Regions from separate parts of the Mus musculus genome. Here region 2 is linked to region 1. The links are chromatin contacts, called in public Hi-C maps. All regions are on one chromosome and are shown on one strand. Each heading gives the region's core, a stretch centred on a gene start, on an enhancer-like site or on the middle of the called end of the contact. The rest is flanking DNA. Distances are from core to core; before and after follow the strand shown. Region 1 holds the start of Rabgef1 (RAB guanine nucleotide exchange factor (GEF) 1). Region 2 has its middle 6.9 kb from the start of Gm40337.

Region 1 (2,700 bases), core at 37-2,536:
TCAAGCCTGAATGGGAAACCTTTTACACACTGAAACATCTCTCTGGCCCTCTTTACTTGTAATCCTCTTTCATAAAACTCGCTTTCACCTCATTTGTCTGTGTCTTTCTTTAATCTTCATAGACCTTAAACATCCAACTTGGAGCCACTTCCCTAGGCCAACCTGACCCTGTCTGGCACCCTACAGCCTTGTGCCAAGCACAGCTGGGTCATGAAAGATCCTTTTATTCTCACAACTCCTGCATCATCATGTGCTCTCATTATAAAGCTATACCCCACAACCTTCCTTATATTTGCCCAGGCCAAGAACACTAGAGATGGGAACTCCTGAACTTCCTGTCTCCACCTAGCCAGGCTGGGATCACAGCCTAGTTGCTATTGGACCAATTTCCTTAAGATTCTCCTAAATTGAATCAGTTTCAAGTCCTGCTCTTAAAAAGAGCAAGCCAGGAGTGTTCATTTCTGTGGGCCATCTGCCCAGGTGACCAGGTTCTTTCTATGGACGAGTGCCCAGGAGTGAAAAACAAAATAGCAGAGTCAGAAAAGGTGAAAACAGGCATTTATTGAGACAGGGGTTAAAAAAAAAATTCTGCTGGGAACAGTGTTTTGTTTTTGTTTTTTGTTTTTTCCAGAGCTGAGAGCCAGTCTCACGGACTCTGGGTTGCTCATTTGTAGGGTTCATTCTGAATTCTCTCCTCCCCTATCCTATAACTTCATCTCCTCCACCCCGACGGTTCTTGGCCCAGGGAGATAACAAAAGCTAGTGAGGTGGCATGTCAACTGTCCAGTGGGAGCGTTATCTATCTTTACAGACAGGCAGTCATGTGCTAAACTTTTCCCTCTCGATCTTTTTCCTGACTATCTATTCCCTGCTAACTGCTCACTAGGGGAAAGGTGTGTTTGTATTTCCTTCTGGCGGCCGCATTCGCTAAGCGCTGGGAGATGTCTCCTGGTCCCAGACTTTGATGTCCCGTTTCGTGTATGGCTGTCCTCGGGGCTCCTTGTCGCCCTCAGGCTAATGCAAGCAGAAGCTGGTAGACGGAATGAGGAATGACAGGGGAAACCGCGGCTTCTCGCGAGTCACAGACACGTCAGCGAGGGCCTCACGGTCACTCGGTGTCCCCTGCCCTCAGGGACTGCCCCTTCGGGTGGACAGCCTCCGGAGCGTTGCAATCTTTTCCGGCCAGCCGCCAGCCAGTCCCCGGAAGTCCGAAGCGTCACGGAAATGACGCCACGCGTACGCACCGCGCGCGTGCTCGCGGTGCCGGGGGCGGGGCGTGCGGGGGCAGGGGCGGGGCAGGGAGCCGAGTGACTGAAGGGGCGCTGGGAGCGGCGGTCGGACGCCGGCGGAGCCGCGGAGCAGGTTCGGAGGGACGGGGGCTCCGGAGGCGCGTTCCCACACGGAGCGGGGCGGCGGCGGCGGTGTCCGGCCGCGCGCTGACCGGGGCCGCTCCGTTCCGCCTCTCAGCCGGGAGGGCGGGCGGGCGCATAGGGCCAGGCCGCCGGAGCTCTGCTGCTGCTCTCGGCCTCTCCAGCTCGGCCGAGTTCTTCCCAGCTCGGCGGGACTCGGGCTCCCGGGAGGACACGCTCCCCGGTCGTCGGCTGCCGCTCCGATCCTGTCCGAGTCCGGAGTTGTGGTTGCAGCCGGGCGGGTCCCATCCGGAGCCCGCGTGGGTCCCGGGGCTGGTGCGGCTGCTGTGGCGCGGGGTTTTGAATACTCGTCCCAGGTGCTAGAGGCCAAGGTTATGGGTGTCTCTGAATGAGAAGTCCTGAAGCTGAGGCAGGAGGATTGCCGCGAGTTTTGAGGTCAGCCCTCTGCCACTGAGGAAGACCCTTTTATGGAAAATAATAATAAAGGCAGTCCCTGATTCCGAGCTGTCTGGAAGGGAGAGCCAAGGGGATGTCCTTCCATCCCTTCGCGGAAGTTGGCTCCATAGAGGGAAGCGCCTTGGAGACTAGGTCATTGGCAGCTGGCTGTGTCTCAGAGCTGATGACCAACCTCTGTGGTTGGGAAATGTGTTGCTGGATGTGGTAGGCTCGGTCTGTCTGTGGAGTTTAGATGTGACACTGGCATAAGTTTTACAGCGTCACCTAGTTTTGTGGTAAGAGCCCCTATGGTCCCCCCACCCCCTGCCACCTCCTGGAAGTTAACTGTTGGGTCTTTTAACCTACAAACCTAGAATTACTTTTCAAAGGAAGACCCAATTAGTCACCCACTTCTGACATCCCAGTATTTGGAAATTGAGTCAGGAACAACAGTCTTGGGAGTTTTGACGTCAACGGGGCTATGTAGTGAGTTTGAGGCCAGCCTATACTACAGAGTAATATTCGATCCTCCCGCCCACCAGAGTCGCAGTTAAAAGAAAGAAGAGGCTAAAATAAAATGGTCTTGTCAAGCTTGTTACTGGGCGGTGGTGGCGGTGGCTCACACCTTTAATACCAGAATGCTGGAGGCAGAGACAGATCTCTATGAGTTTGAACAGGCCTGGTCTACAGAGTGAGTTCCAGGACAGTCCAGGCTACATAGACTGTTTTGGGGGGAGAAGAAGCTTGCTTGTTACTTGGTGATGACTGACTTTAAGGTTTACACATGTTAGATAGGGGCTGTTTAACTGAGCTACAGTCCCAGTTTCTATTCAGCCTCTGAGAGTTACTGTTTGGGGGGATTATTTATTTATTTTGATTTGTGTGTTTATTTTGG
Region 2 (2,700 bases), core at 45-2,544, 690 kb after region 1:
AGGCCTTAGGTGTTTACACATAAACTTATGCATATTTAAAATGTCTTTTTTTTTCCTGAGAAAGTGTCTATAGACTTTTAAAAATGAAACATGTATTTTGTGTACTTATATTATACATGTCTGGGATGCTTTTCTAAGGAGATGCTTTATAGACTTCAACAGACTACCATAGGGTCTAGGTATGGAGGAGGTTAAAAGTGTTTGACAATACCTGGAGAGATGGTTGGGTTGCTAAAGTGTCTACTGTGCAAACATGAGGACCGGAGTTGTCCCCAGCACCCACATACAGTAGCCTGAATTTGGAACTTCATCCCTGGAAGACCAAGGTACAGTGGACAGAGGATCCCTGGGGCACACTGGCCGGTCAGCTTAGCCTAGTCAGTTAGCTCCAGATTCAATAAGAGACACTAACTCAAATAAGTTGGAGGTGCTGCAGATATGGCTCATTGGGTTAGAAATCTTGCTGTACAAGCATGAGGCCCCGGGTTCAGATCCCAGCACCTACAGAGAAAGCCTGATGTGGCCACTCATAGCCCCAGTGCTGTGGGGGCAGAGACAAGGAGATCATTGGGGCTTGCTGACTGCTGGCTTCACTCTAGTGAGAGTCAAGATCACACACAGTGAGAGATCCTGTCTTAAGAACAAAAGAAGTCAGAGTGTGACAGAGAAGGACAGCCAACATCTCCTACTGGATCTTTATGCATGCACCTGCACACATGCATGCACATGCAACACATGCATGCACATACAACACATGCATACACATGCACATATACACATATATAGCATAAACAACACGTGCATATATAACACACATGCACGTTGAAACCATAAGATAGACAGCAATAGAGGGAGACACGATATCAACCTCTCGCCTCCACACATAGGCACACACACACTTATGCTTGGAAGGTTCCCATAAACGCTCAGAAGTCCAACATCAGCCCAGCCAGAGTCCAAGACCAAGGTACCACATGGTTCTGTTCTCCACAGATCATCCCCTCCCCAAACTCATTCCATCCAGGAGGACGCCCTCCAGCAAACATCACAACCATCAGGCTTTCTTTGACAACAACTCAAGACAGTTTTCATTCTTAACTTGCAATGTTTCAAATCTCCACAGTCACAAAGTTCTCATGAGTCAGTCGGCCTGCAGGATCTTCAACACAGAGGCAGCTTCCTCAGTGAACTTCAGTTTACAAAGACTAAAAAAATGAATGAATAAATGTGGTTTGAATATGCGTGGCCTACGGGAAGGGGCACTATTAGGAGGTGTGGTCTTGTTGGAGGAAGTGCGTCACTGTGTAGGCGGATGTTGAGGCCTCCTAGGCTCAAACTCCTCCCGATGTGGAAGAGAGTCTTCTGGCTTCCTTCGATCAAGATGTAGAACTTTCTGCTCCTCCAGCACAGTTTCTGCCTGCATGCTGCCATACTTGTGCCATGATGATAATGGACTGAACTTGTGAAACTGTAAGTCAGCCCCATCTAAATGTCCCTTTTAAGAGTTGCTTTGGTCATGGCGTCTCTTCACAGCAATAAAACCCCAACTAAGATAATAAGTAAATTGAAAAGAGCTGTGTCTAGTCCAGTTTGAAGCCAGGGACTGGAGGGATGGCTCAGCAGTTAAAAAAAGGAAAGGAAGCCACGGAAATCAAATTCAGGAGCCAGCAGGGGGCTCCAGAGACCCACTCTTACAGCCTCATGCCCAGCTTTCAGCAAACATTTCTCCTGGACCATGGTTCTCTGGCCTCCTTCCTCTTCCTCTCCTCCCTTGCCCTTTCTCCTTCCGTCTGTCCCTCCCCTCCTTCCCTCCCTTCAGGGTTAGGCATGGACTTGAAAACCTCCCACAACCAAGCACTCTACCATCGAGTTCCATCTCGTACCCTGTTCTTTCTTTTTCTTTTGAAATAGAGTCTCACGGAGTTGCCCAGGCTGGTCTTGAACTCACTCTGCAGCCAAGGCTTTCTTGTCTTGTCTGTCTGTCTGTCTGTCTGTCTGTCTTTACATTTTCCCCCTTAAAATTAGTTATATCTGCCTGCCTGTGAATATTTTAGTATTCATTCTCTCTCTTTCTCTCTGTCTCTTTCTTCCCCCTTCCCTACCCCTCTCCTCTTCCCTCACTGTCTCTCTCTTACACACACACACAATCTTGAGCCCCTACCTATGTATCTTTAACAGACTTCCTTATAAGGTCACAGCTCACCCTCCATGGATCATCAATTTCATGCTTTAGATTTGTGAGACGAGAACCTGGAAGCCATTGGCTAAGGGTGGCTTTGGTGGCCATTGAGATTTTGGGGACCCTAACTCTCAAAGCCAATCTCACCTGGCTCTGTCATTCTCAAAGACCCCCCAGTATTCCAGTCTAATCTCTGGTAATTGAATGAAAGCTCTGGAATGCATCCCTTTAACAGACCCTCAGCTCCCACTGTCCTCAAAGCTAAAGATGTCATCAGATAACAGCTCAGACCTATGGCTCTGCTCTTGTCCACCTCACCCCTGTCCTCACCAACATATTCAGCAACTGCACTGATTTATGGCTGTCTTTTGTCTGATAACTATAAAAGTCCACTCTACGACTTCACATGGTGGCAGTGTCATGAACATGTCATTCAGTCAACTTGGAACTCGTGGCAGTGTGGCTGGGCTGCCTGGCTGGTGATCTCTAAGGACCCTCCTGTCCTCCCTCCCCAGCTCTGG

The links. A called contact is a pair of places that touch in the nucleus more often than the background predicts.
Region 2: a contact with region 1 is called in a Hi-C map of the N1E-115 cell line, with 7 times the contacts expected there. The contact joins the enhancer-like site here to the promoter of Rabgef1 in region 1. A contact is called at or near these places in 4 of 39 promoter capture datasets (cranial neural crest, frontonasal cranial neural crest, hippocampal neurons and 1 more), 6 of 484 Hi-C or Micro-C datasets (the N1E-115 cell line, cerebellum, cortical neurons and 2 more) and 3 of 115 datasets of contacts at active chromatin or transcription factors (embryonic forebrain, neural tube and pro-B cells).

Annotation. Positions count from the first base shown.
Region 1 is chr5:130,170,533-130,173,232 of GRCm38.p6, forward strand. It overlaps Rabgef1 (RAB guanine nucleotide exchange factor (GEF) 1), which reads left to right and starts at 1,287. Exons shown (of 9, transcript NM_001199059.1): 1 at 1,287-1,362.
Region 2 is chr5:130,860,802-130,863,501 of GRCm38.p6, forward strand. No RefSeq gene overlaps it. Among named protein-coding and RNA genes, the nearest start is that of Gm40337, 6.9 kb to the left of the region's middle. Within about 2 kb of position 1,295, at least 3 of the 459 cell types and tissues checked have an H3K27ac peak or open chromatin away from gene starts, as enhancers often do. A contact at or near this core is called in the N1E-115 cell line, where this site is marked.